Linked DNA regions of Mus musculus: regions 1 and 3 are each linked to region 2. Evidence: chromatin contacts called from public promoter capture Hi-C data. All regions are on one chromosome and are shown on one strand. The core of a region is the stretch at or near the end of the contact, and the rest is flanking DNA. Distances in the headings are between cores, read along the strand shown.

Evidence for each region. Promoter capture Hi-C pulls out the DNA fragments that hold promoters and counts their contacts.
Region 1: a contact with region 2 is called in a promoter capture Hi-C map of second pharyngeal arch cranial neural crest. The contact joins the promoter of Rfx5 here to the promoter of Ints3 in region 2. A contact is called at or near these places in 4 of 39 promoter capture datasets (cranial neural crest, frontonasal cranial neural crest, maxillary cranial neural crest and 1 more).
Region 3: a contact with region 2 is called in a promoter capture Hi-C map of pre-B cells, with 4 times the contacts expected there. The contact joins the promoter of S100a10 here to the promoter of Ints3 in region 2. A contact is called at or near these places in 2 of 39 promoter capture datasets (cranial neural crest and pre-B cells).

Annotation. Positions count from the first base shown.
Region 1 is chr3:94,950,881-94,955,557 of GRCm38.p6, reverse strand. Rfx5 (regulatory factor X, 5 (influences HLA class II expression)) reads right to left here and starts at 1,450. Exons shown (of 10, transcript NM_017395.3): 1 at 1,307-1,450; 2 at 412-543; 3 at 173-206. The coding sequence starts at 524.
Region 2 is chr3:90,431,361-90,435,635 of GRCm38.p6, reverse strand. It overlaps Ints3 (integrator complex subunit 3), which reads left to right and starts at 2,000. Exons shown (of 30, transcript NM_145540.3): 1 at 2,000-2,832. The coding sequence starts at 2,686.
Region 3 is chr3:93,552,455-93,556,597 of GRCm38.p6, reverse strand. S100a10 (S100 calcium binding protein A10 (calpactin)) reads right to left here and starts at 1,481. Exons shown (of 3, transcript NM_009112.2): 1 at 1,387-1,481.

The sequences.
Region 1 (4,677 bases), core at 201-2,700, 4.5 Mb before region 2:
GGGCAAGGGGCTGGGTCTGATTTCATCTCCTACATAGGTCACAGAAGGATAAAGTATGATCCTCACACGTGGACAGCACCGCCTCTCCCCCATGAACCTTTATTCTCTCACATCAACATCACCCTTACCCTTCAGCGATGGCACCTGTATTGTCCCTTCCCAGCATGCTTACCAGAATTCCCTCTACTTTGTTCTGCACGGCCTTGCTGTGGAGAAGAAGAGAAAGCTGGAGGTCACAAGGTTTCCCCATCCCTTTGTCTGACTGCTAGAGACAGAAAAAGGACCAAACAGCTACGGACCACAGACCTCAGCCTGCCTGCTCTGAAACACTTGCCTGAGGAAGGAGTGCAGGGCAACAAGGATCTACAGCTGGGTCTGGAACAGGGTTTGGAGACAGAGACAATTACTTACGAAATGGTACCTCGGAGCCTTTGGAGGAGGGTGGTAGGTTCTCCAGCGTCAGCACCACCTTGGGGCCTTGCCCCAGTCTTGGGGCTCTTAGCATCAGGTTTATCTTCTGCCATCCCAGCATGAGGGCTACAGCTGAGAGAGGAGATCGCTGAGGATTTAACTACTACCAAGCTTCCTTTCTCCTAGAGACCCCAAGGCAGTCCTCCTGTCTCTACCCAGAAATACAAACAGAAGCAAAGCTTCCTCCAGTGGTTTTCCACACCACTTGCCTTCTCTAAAATTAGAATTATTCTGTTACTTTATCAGGCCCTTGTATACCCAAAGAGATCTCTGACATCTCCATTCTATATGTCCCACCTTTTGAAGTCTCCCAAATCTGGAAAACTGTTATGGGAAGGGATAGGGGTGGAGAAGTCCACGTTAAAAGAAATCTTACAATTTCTCCCAGTGCTGCAACACCTCCAGCCCCCCCCCCCCCAAGCCCCTCCAGCCGCCCCCCCTCAACACCTATAACGACAAGTCAAAGTTCTCCGATCCTCTAATAGACTCCTCGCCATTGATTTTGCCTGGAAGGTCGGAAGGGATACAAACATACTCGGCCTTTCCAGGTTTGAAAAAAACTGGGCCCAAGTTCTCATTACTGAGTCTCGCCACGGCTTCCCCCGCTGCCCCCCTCGCCGCGGCGCGGACCCTACGTCATCCCACGACATCCCACTCCGAAGCGTCCCCACTCCCCTCGGGCCCCTCCACCCCAACCCCAGGTGCTGGGCTAGGTCTCCGAACTCAGGGGGCTGGGCGCAGGAAACCCTGCGGGGAACAGGGTCCCAGATTCGGGCACGTGCGCAGGGGCAAGGAGCTGGTCCTGCTAGCTCCGGAGTGCTGTTGCCCCTCCTACCTCGGAACCGTCGCCTTCCAGCACGGACATTAGATAGGTGAGAGAGAAAGAGAAACTACCCTGTGGCTACCTCAGCTCCTGCCCAGCCCCACGGTGCCCAGCCGGCGGGCTCGTGCGTTGCTTTTATTTTTCCTTTTTCTGAATGGTTATGCCAGCCGCGATCTGCCTGGATACACGCACGGCCTGCTCTGTGATTGGCCGTTGCTGCCTCCAAGACGAAGGCAGTGAAAGTCTGCCTGGTAACAGAATATGATTGGTCGAGAGGGGAGGGAAAATCCAAAGTTAGTCTTATTTGAGTCAAGAGGGGGAAGTCCAGGTTGGTTTCGGTTAAAACTGGGGTCGGTTAGGTCTGCGGGCCCGGAAAGGGTTCTGTTCTTAAAGGGACCGCAGGATGAAAGCCCGGGCGCTTGGCTGCTTCTGGAGCATCTGGTCTTTTGCTTTCTGATCCTGTGCGTTGTAAAATCAGCGAGAAGAGGATAAGGGATCGACCGCGGGCTTTACTTGGGAAGATTTACGTAGATGCCGTCTAGGATCCAAGAACCACAGACAGGAGTTACAGGGTAGGAAAGTGATTGGCTAGTTGTAGCTGGGGAATAAGATGAGTTAAAAATGTAAGAAGGTTTGATTAAAAAAAAGCCAAACAACTCTATTACTGGGGCGTCGATAAGGACGTGGAAAGCACGAATCTATAAAAGCAAGTTACTTTGGTTGTGAGAACCAAATTTCTTAGGTTTCAGGAACTCTGTTTAAACAAAATTGGGGAGCTTTACAAAATGGAATGGCCACAGATAGCTACCATGTTTGATTGTTGCCTTTGGTTGTCAGAGCTGTCCGAAATAATCAGTAGGTGATATTTTTAAATTTTTGCTAGAAAATGATGTCTACTGATGGAAATTCGTTATAAAGTCCTGTAACTTTAATAAAATAAAATAACACAAGTTGAACCATTCGTCCTTCCCTCTTTGCTTACCCATCCCTGTGGCCAACAGCCTCTAGGATTGCAGGCTTCCCCTCATTCCACAAAGAATCTGCAAATCCTTAGCAGCTGTACCACATTAAGAGAAAATGTTTTTTTCTCTGTTGTTAGCCGTGGTATCGCCATTTTATAAAGTGCCTCCGTTCTAGTTAAGCCAAAGCTAATGCCAACTCATTTTCCAGATTTCTCCTCACCCTACCCCTCCTACCTGGGTAAACCACAGGAGATGTTTATTGGTTGCCTGACCCTGTCTGTCTCGCTACCCATAGCAACTGCTGACACAAAAGGAAATGGTATGGTCCTTCCACTTTAGACACTTGGCCCCACCCCCTCTGCAGGTATGCTCTAGAATAAAGCCTGTCTGTTGAGCCTCTAGTCCTCCTCTGTATTTTCTCCTTGCCCACCTTTGCCTATTCATGTTTCCGTTTCCTGGGTGTACTTCATCTCCTTCCTAGGGGGCACACTCCTGGAGTTCCCTGCTTGGTGGTGAACACTGGAATTTTGGTCAAGTAGAGGAAAAAAGAATTTAGTACTGTGATAACTTTTCCCTTCAGGTGCTTAACCCTCTTTGTTAAGATTTGTTGAAATCGTGATGAAAAATGCACGGGCAAGCTTTTGTACCTCTCTCAAGTGTTCGTGGTCCCCGGGTCAACAGTCTTGTCACAGCAGAGATGTGACACCCAAGTCATATTTCCAGTTCTGACTGGTGTGCTTCTGTAAAGGAGGGGGGAAGATGGAGGTGCTCGTGGTCTGTCCCCACACCCGGACTGAGACCCCCATTTCCCCTACCGTGAGAAGTGGACATGAATCTTTCCTTTGGAAGAGGTAATGAGTTCAAACAAGTTCTCTTTAAAGGAATCTGTAAAGAAAGATGCCATTGGACAGACCCCCTCCAGTCAGTCTTTTCCTAGAGATAATCTGCTCAAGGTTGCTCTCTGAGTTGAAGTCATTTCCTGTGCTAAAAGTCACACTTTGCTAATACTGTGCTGCTTGAGGGTACCCAACCAAGACCTGAGGCAGCCTCCTGACCACGCAGAACGAGGCACAGGACCTCTAGGTTGGCAGGCCTGGGCTGTATAAGGAAGGGACCCAAAGTTGGGTAGGGGAGTAAGCCAGGAAGCACCTCTCCTCTGTGGTTCCTGCCTCTGCTCCTGCTGGAGCTTGAAGTGGAAACGTAAGGGTTCTTTGGGAAGTCAGTTGTGTTGGATGGTGTTTTGCTGGGGCAAACACGTGGAGTGTTTTCTTGAAGTGGACACAGGTGAAGACTAAGAAAAACTCGTGAAGAAACATTTCACTGAAGCAGACACAAGAGAAAGAGAGAGGTGTTCTGCTAAAGCAAGCACGTGAAAGGACGCATGGTGAAGGATTCTTTGCTAACAACATGCATGTATTGGTCCGCCTTACATTGTGCATTTGAGCTCCATTTGTCTGGACTCCGAGGGCTCAGGCTGATTGGATGCAAGTGCTGAGGCAAGGCACGGGGAGGACACGTGATGTTTGGAGGGCATAAATAGGACTCCAGAGAGTAATGGAGACGGAGCTTGGCTTGCTGGTACAAACTAGCTGTACAATGCTTATGGGTTTTGCATCTTCAATGATCTTTGCTTCCCTGAGAAGCACAGGCAAGAACTTCTTCTGGTGTTCCTCCTGGTTCCTCCTGCTGACTCCAGCCAAGGCTGAGACCTGACTGTCTCTAATTGGTCGAGCCACCCAGCTCTACCAAATTGAATTGCTGGTGTATTCATGAAGTGTTTGCAAGTGGACTGAGCTGCGGCTGCCTCCTAACCTGTGAACCGAACTGCTGATTTCCAGAGGACACAGACAGGAGTTGCTCCTAAGAACCTTTTTAAACAGATCCACTCCCGCCCCCACCCCCACCCTCCATTCTTTATCTTCCACTACCTCTGGTGAGTGGTAAGCCAAAAGGAAGGTTAAAGCATTTAAGAACCATCATTAAAATTAGGATTTGAAAAAACTCAGTTACAGGAGCACCTGCCCTGACTTCCCTCAGTGATAGATAGTTGCCTAGAAGTGAAAGATGAAATAAATGTTTTTCCTCTCCCGGTGCCTTAGGTCAGAGTGTTCTATCACTGCAGCAATAAACAAGCTAGAACATGTGGTTGTTTTCTTCAGACCCTAGAACACATGGTCATTTTTGTGAGACACTAGAACATGTGATTGTTTTCTTGAGACTCCAGGCCCATTTTAAACACAACTACTAGCATCTGTTGGTACTGGGGAAACCAAGAATTGTGGAATTTGGGGGAGCAGGGAGATGAGGCTGTGCTAGGAAGGCTTTCTAGTCATATATAGAATGTATTTCTTTGGTTTTTCTCTGTGCCTTCCAGCATTCTTAGTTTTGGGGTAGGTGGAGGCTAGACATTTTACTAAGCTT
Region 2 (4,275 bases), core at 751-3,250:
TATATATATATATATATATATATATATACACACACACACACACATATAGGCTCTAGAAACCCAAAGTCCACTCCTCGCACTTCAGGACAAACAATTTTTACATTGTTCCATCTCTCCAGCAATTCACTCCTCTTTCTTCCTCTTCCTTTATTATTATTATTATTACTATTATTATTATTATTATTGTTTTTTTTTCAAGACAGGGCTACTCTGTGTAGCCCTGGCTGTCCTGGAACTCACTCTGTGGACCAGGCTGACCTCGAACTCAGAAATCTGCCTGCCTCTGCCTCCCAAGTGCTGGGATTAAAGGCGTGCGCCACCACTTCCTGAGTGAATGCAGCTTTGCAGATGGAAGGCAAGCACCCCAGCGCCAGCCCCCACTACACTATACAGTGCTTATTTAAAGATGCTATAAAGCACAATTGTGGTGGTGCACACATGCAGTCCTAACTCTTGAGAGGATCAGGAAAGTCATCCTTACCTACATAGGAACAAGTGTCTCAAAAAACAATAAATGAATTTTTAAAATTAAAAAAAGCACATGGAAGTTCCCTGGCAGGGCATTTACCTATTTTGAATTCCTGAGTTCAATCATCAGTACCACAAACAAACCCAGTACACTTCAAAAAAAAAAAAAAAATGGAAAGAATATTCAGTATTATACATCTTTTTTCCTTCCTTCTTTTCTTTTTTCTTTTTTTTTTTTTTTTTTTGTTTTTTTGAGACAGGGTTTCTCTGTGTAGCCCTGGCTGTCCTGGAACTCACTTTGTAGACCAGGCTGGCCTCGAACTGAGAAATCCACCTGCCTCTGCCTCCCGAGTGCTGGGATTAAAGGCGTGCACCACCACGCCCGGCCCTTTCTTTTTCTTCTTTCCATCCAATACATGTGTCCCGGTTATATTAAGCTATTGTAATGACTTGTTTGTAGTTCCGAGGCTGAATCAGTCCTTTACCTAGAAGTTATTCAAAGCTTACTCAGGAGGATTGTAGAATGCCAGAAGTGTATTTGGAGATCGGCCAGTCCGGGTCTTATTTTATTTGTAATTAGGATACAGAAGTCCCTGGGAGGCAGAAAGAATGCCACAAAAGTGAGGCCAGCTTGGGTTCAAGAGTGCTTCACTCCCAAAACAGTAGCTATGGAACTTGGAATTCTTCCAAGGACATTGTTAACAATTTACCTGCCCACTGGCCTTGAAAATGGATAGTGCAGGAAAATAGGCCTATATCTACAAATGGGGGACGGAAGGGGAACATGAATTTGATGGGCCAGCTTCCCACGTATTAGGATGGCAGGCATATATTACCACACCCACCTTAGAGCTGTGGACAGCAATAGGCTCATACGCCTAAAAATGAAAAGTTCTGTTGAGAGACGCACGGTAAAAGAACTCTCATACAATCAAGCCCTACTATGATCACAACAAACCACAACTCTCAATGGATTGTGTGTGTGTAAATACAATAGGCTTCAGTGACATTTGTCAGTCCCAGAGTCTCAAAAGACGAGGTCCCATCACTTAGTAAACTGTGTTAAAGCGAGTGCTGGTACGATTCTAACTATTTGGTTTGCACTAGAGAATCAATGCACTTTTTTTGTTTTCAAATTGTTACTAATAATTGCACACCCAAGAGCTCATACAATCGGCCGCGTGTAGCATTTTTAGTTCAGGAAGTAGCTTCAGACCCTGAGGGCGTTTGCTACGCGACTGCGTAGGGGTTGGGACTCGGCAGCTCCTTTTCCTGAATAGACACTTATGGGCTAGGTTTCCATCCTCCCAGCCTACTACCCAAGGACAACGTTCCGAACACCTGTAGGGAGTGGAGCAAGAGGGAAACGTCGCGCATGCGTGTTGGCGCGCGCAGGCGCAGCCCGGCTTTTTCCGGATCGCCCAGCAGTAGCACCCACTCCGTACCTCCCGTCCCGCCTCCAGATGCAGAGGAAGGATGCGATTGGGCACACTTGTTGCCCGTCAGACCAGACTCAATTCTTCTCCCTACAATTGGCAGCCCGGGAAAAGGCCAGTCCGCCGTCGTCGGCTTACTCCTTAGAGACCTGGCGCCACCGCGGAAGCCGCTATTGGCGGACGCCCGGGACCGCGACTGCTCACTTCCGGCGCCGGCGACGACTCTGCCCGCTCGGGCACTCTCAGCCTCCCCCGCCCTTCCACCATGGCCGCCTCTGTGTGGTGTGGGGAGAAGCTGGTCCTCCCATAGCGCTCCTGCTGCATCCTCACCCGCTAGGGGCCGGATTCCAAGGAACCGCGTTTCCCAATCCCGCCGGGAAGGTTTCCCACTCCCAATTCAGGGCCAGGACTCCTTCCCACGCCTCGAGAGGCAGAAACTTAGGGTTTCCCCTCCTTTCAGGATAAGAAGCCAGAGGGTTTCCCCCTCCACTTCTGCAAGGGTGGCAGCCTTGCCTATCTCCCTGCAGGACACAAGACCCTTAGTCTACCATACTTCTGCGCAAAAGCTTTGCCCCAGCCCGGCCACTCCTGAGGGAGCATCTAGAGAACCCGCGCCTTCCCCCTCCGCAGGAGAGGAGGCAAGAGTGCGGAAAGCCAGGCCTGTCGGCCTCCCTCCCACTTGTTCCTCTTGCTCCTCGTCCTTGGCAAGCCAGAGTTCTCCATTTCTAGGACTTAACACCCGTCTACTCCCTTGACCTCTTCTGGTCTCTTGGCTGCAGCCATGGAGTTACAGAAGGGAAAGGGGACCGTAGCAGCTGCTGCATCAGGAGCAGCGGGAGGTGGAGGAGGAGGAGCGGGAGCAGGAGCCCCAGGAGGGGGGAGGCTGCTACTTTCAACCAGTTTGGATGCCAAGGATGAGTTAGAGGAGGTAGGTGTGGGGGGTGGGGAAGGGAGTAAGGAATTGGGTTGAGGAGGGATGCTGGATCGCATATGGGGTGGGGGTGGGGAGAAAAGGCCTTCAAGTTTATTTTATTTATTTATTATTATTATTATTTTTTTTTTGTAAGGCAGAAACATTGCTCTTGCTTCCTGCTTCTGGAGGAAGAAGTGTGGGTCAATTTCCTGGACAGGTTGCCCTAGTAACAGCTGCCGCTATTAAGAAAATGGGTGTGAGGGGTGTTGGTTACAGAAGGGATGTAGCATCAGTACTGACCAAAGTTATTTTCATTTCTTCCCACATACACACCAATAGCTATCTAAAATATCCACCCTATTTGAGAGTGTTAAGTTGAAAAGTATATATGTGTTTACAGGCAGGTGTCTGAGGATTGGCAACTTCCTACAGACTTGGCCCCTCTTCTTAGATGGTATCATTGACTGTGTGTGGATACAGACACTTGTCAGTGATTTTAACCGAGCATTTATAGAGTGAGTGAAGACTTACAAGTAAGTAGTATCTAGTTTGGTAATATCAGTCATAGCAGTGGGGTGAGCCAGTATATAGGGGACTGCTTTCCTTAGTACCAGAGAGTACATACACACACGAAGGAGAGGTACGGGAGGCAGAGGCAAGTGGATCTCTGTGAGTTTGAGGCCAGCCTGGTCTACAAAGAGAGCTCCAGGACAGCCAGGGCTACAGAGAGAAACCCAGCCTCAGAAAACAAAACAAAACAAAACAAAACAAAACAACGACAGGCAGACACAGAACATGAGTGAGGAGGCTTGTCCCTTCCTTTTCTTTGCTTGGTCTCACCCTGTGCTTGACTAACTAGAGATGATCTGTGTAGCCACTTCCACAACTTACACACAGGAAGACGTACTTAGGATGTAGGACAGACGGAGGCATGATTGTTGAACTGTTTGTAAAGCCTAAAGCATTCAGTTCCATGGTTACCCAAGGATAGGGGGAGGAAATGAACAGGCCCTGTCCCCTCACTCACAGGCTGTTTCCCTGACACTATGTCACAGTCCTTTATCACATGCCAGAGTAGGCAGGTAAACTCAGAGTTGAAAAAATGTGAGATTGCCTTGCGTGGTGGTTCCCATCTGTAATCCTAGCACTTGGAAGGTTGAGTCAGGGAGAAAGAGAGAGATAGACTGAGAATATGAATGAGGATGAATGGTGAGTGTGTAGAGAGTTCTAGGCTAGCTGGGGCATCATTAGCTAGATCTTGCCATCAGAAACAAAAGGCAGAAGAAGAAGATACAGTAGATCGCAAGATGATGGCACATACACACAAAAAGAAACTTTATGGGCCTGCACTAGAGGCAGAGGAGTATCTCTGAGTTCAAGGCCAGCCTGGTTTACATAGCAAGCTTTAGGACAGCCAGGACTACAGAGACCCTGTCTCAAAAGAAAGCAGTGAACTTG
Region 3 (4,143 bases), core at 232-2,731, 3.1 Mb before region 2:
CAAACAACACTACTCTTAGACTGTCAGTGACAGTGCATAGGCAATGGGAGGAGGACTAAGGTAAATGAAATTTCAGGGAGTTATATGAACTCCTCCTTCCTGCTCCAACGTCGGGCATTATCGTTTGCAATTTGCTGAAACACACCGAAGGCAAGCTCTCTGACAGAGAGTTTCTACCTAATTTGAAGTATAACATGCAAAAATCCACTCCTGGAAGCTGAAACTGAAGCTTGGGGAATGGGGGGGGCGGGGGGGAGAGAGACAGACTTGGAATGGTTCTGCCAGTCTAATTACTGCCCTTCCAGGCAGCTCAGACAAGAAACCCCTCCTGCAGGTTGGTGGCCAGTTAGTTGTGACTCATTTCCTCTTGGAAAATGCCCTGGAAGATGGCACAGTTCCTCTTTTCCTTCAGGGAGCGATCTGTTCAAACCATCCACAGAGAATCAGCAACCAGCTAGGCCACACCCAAGGTCTCACAGCTGAGTCACAGGCCACAGATCACTAGGAGAATCCAGGAACCCTTTGTGCTAGCCCCACCCTGCAGAATGTGTCTGGCTTTCCTGGGGTGGGGGGTGGGGGTAGGAAAATGAGGGAGGTGGGTCCTGTGGATTTCAGAATGTGGATCCGGGCTCTGCTGGTCTGTCACATTTCTGTTTTGCTTGCCACCCACTCAGCAATTTCTCCAGAGTCCTCCCAGGCAGGGCTAGGAAAGAGGTCAGTCATTCCTGTTGCCAAGCTCAGGCCGTGAAGCAGGTACGTCCCTCTCACTGCACCACATGAAAATTAATCCCAGACTGAAGATTCTTCACCAAGCCTGCTCTCTCGTTCCATCTCTCTCTGGTTCCCTTTATTTAATCCGAGTAGCTAGAGGAACACTTGGTAGAGAGACAGAAAGTCCTACTTTAAAGATCCTTCCGAAGCAACCTGGAATTTGCACTGAGGCTAAGGCAACAAGCAGAGCAGGGTCCTTCAGAAAGGGAATCCTCCAGCTGCCAAGCCTCCAGTCCTCCCTGGCCAAAGCGGCTCAAACAGCCTGAGCTCTGCCTGTAGCCTGAAGCTTCATGGAACTGCCAACTAGGACAGAGCGCAAGCAGGTTCTGCTAAACTCCAGTTAACTCTAAGACTAGTTGCAAAGTAGAAAAGATGAGAATGAAGAACCACATGCCGAAAAGGAGAACAGAACAGCGGCTCCAACGCCAGGATGGGGTAGCTCCAGACAAGACTGGCCTCCGCCCCAGCGAGTCTGGGGGCATCCGAAGCAGTGTGCGAGCTGGAGGGGTGGCCCCACCCAGGCTCGCGGGGCGCGGCTCCTCGCGAAGCCTGGCTGGAGGCCGAAGCAAGCGGGTGTGGGGTTCCCAGAGGGCAGATATTAGGTGCGGGACTCACCTGGGCCCCGAAGCGCAGCAGTCCTTGGAAGAGCTGGGCACACCACGATGAGGCTAGTGCCGAAGACCGCGCGTCTTTGTACGCGAGGCGGGTACAGAGGGCGGAGGCGCCCCGGAGCGGGAGGAGCCTGGAGGGCAGGCATCTGCCCTCCCCACCCATCCCTCCCTTCCTGCCCCCCACCCCGCCCCACCAGCGCTCTCTCTCTCTCTCTCTCTCTCTCTCTCTCTCTCTCTCTCTCTCTCTCTCTCTCTCTCTCTCTCTCCTTCTCTCTCCAAAACACAAGGCAACACACACGCACACACACACCCTTCCCACTCTGCCAACAGACTAACTTTGCCCGTCCCCAGGGACAGCCCTATTGTAAACGTCCCTGCGGAAGAATGCTCTTAGTATTTCAGGGCATTCTCATCCAGGGCCGTGCCCTTCCTCTCAGGTTTGATTTTAGAAAGTGGGTGAGTGTAGAAATAAGAATCCAGCCGTCTCGGGAGGCACAATGGCCAGAACCAGAGCCAAGAGCCTCTGCGAGAACCTGCAGGGTTAGGAATAATTTCCTAGATAAGCAGGAGGAACGCTTCTACACCTAGCTTGCTCTAGGACCTGGTCTTGGGGTCGCCTGTGTTGAGTGCAGAAGCAAGGCCCCTGGGCTTCAGCCTAGCCTTGCCACCACTGAGTGGTGAGGATCAGGGCGTGTCCTAGTGCTTGTCAGCTTCAGGAGCTTCTTTGTTACAGGGTTCACCTTTCCTGGTACAGTTTGTGATTTTGCTTGGTCGATAGTTTCAGCTGTGGCCAATATTACTAAGATCTGTTTCGGAGCCCCCTTCTTGACTCTACTTGGCTCTAAAAAGCTCTTTGGAAGAAACTTCTGGAAGATATTTAGAGACGACTGAAGTGTATCCTAACTGACAACCACACCCTTCCCTGATACTTAACATTATTTGTGGTTTGGGATTAAATGCAGTTATTGGTGACACAGCCCAGTCCCTAGCACTGGGGTTTCCCCTGTTCCCAGGGGAAGTCCTAGAAAGGATGAGAGATTCCAAAGGGATAAACAGAATTAGGGAATTCTCTATGCGCCACCACGTGACAGTCTCGGCAGAGGTCAGGAAAATCCAACTTGGATCAGCTCTGTTTTCTCCAGGGTCTCTGAAACCTCAGTTCTGGCTCTTCAAAAGCAGTTTTTCCTTCCAAATCTTCCCACAGGCCTCCCCAGGTCGTCGCAGCTGTGGAGGAAATCTCAGGGAAAATGTGATCGAATTTAGAATACTCCTACTCACTGGTTTTCTGGGGCATGAGCCTTAGAATGTTTAGTTTGTGCTAGAGCCTGTTGATTCAGAGATGGGGAATCAGTTTCTTCTTTCAAAGAGCGCCGAGGTTTCTGAAGATATTGTAAACAATTCCCTATGGTTGATGAGCAGTACAAGAATGTTGGACAGGGGCTTCTAAGGCCCCATAGTGGGGCAACAGTCTGATTCACAGAGGAAGCAACATTTGATAAGAACTCAACAATTAATCATTGTGATTCTTTAATCTGAAAATCTATTATAACCTTTTGGGCAGGTATAGAGGTATAGAGGTGTCGGAGTGCTTTTTAAAAAGTTATTGTGTGTCTGTGCATGTGCCTCCATGTACATGTGTGCCAGAGCACATACGTGGCACTGTGAGAACAGTTTTCAGGAGTCAGTTCATTGGTGTGGAATTTGGAGCTAGAACTCAGGTCATCAGGCTTACACAAGAGCACCTTTACCCTCAGAAACCCCATTGACCCAAATACCACATTCCCTTTGTGGAGGGTTTGGAAAACAGCAGCTAAAACAATAATTATTTATAAATGTATGGACCAAATAATAACTATTTTCATGTATTTTGTTCTAGTCCTATACATATGGTTATATTGATTTTTTTATATTGATTTTTTTTTAGATTGACAGTATCCTCTTTTGTTCCTTAGTATTCATTCTCTCCCCACCCCTCAATATTTTTGAGGTGCCAGGCTTAATCGGGATTGAGCCCAGGTCTTCTCACATGCTAGGTAAGTCCTCTACTACTGAGTTCTATCTCTGGCCCACTTTTGCTTTTTCTGTGTCGCTGTTTATCAAGATCACCATGATCACTCACTCGTTTCCCCCCTTTTCGTTCCTTTAGTGATTTTTTTTTTCAATCTGCTAGCAAGGCTGTAGGATTCTGGAGTCCTAGTGGGTGCCGCCCCACAAAGATGCTGAGGGCACATGATGAACAGAGCCAGCAGGATAGACACTATAGCAAGTGCTCTCTCACTAACTCCCCATGAAGCTCCTTAGCTGCTCTGTGAACTGAAGGTCCATGAAACTTCAGCTCCACTGCTAAAGATGGGTGTGGTGAGGCATGTTTTTAATTCTTGCACTTGGGAGGCAAAAAAATTGTGCATTTGAGGCCAGCCTGGCCTATATAGTGAGACTGTCAAAAAAAAAAAAAAAATTAAAACCAAAACCTCTCTCTCCAGGAAAAATGTACCCAGCCAAGTTCTTTCTGCAGGAAATGGCTATGCCTTGTTAACCACATGGACAAAGTGAAACCAACCCTACTTCCCTACTAACAGTTGACTGGAGCAGAGACCAGTTCTGTAGGCTGTACAGATTTCTTCACGGTACAGGGCACAACACAGAGTACTACACAGAAGGAAACTGTAACTTCCAGGAGCCATGAACACTTCACCCCATCAATATCTCCGACAGATTGGTCCTAGACACAGAGAGAGCAGGCACTGGAGGAACAGGGCTG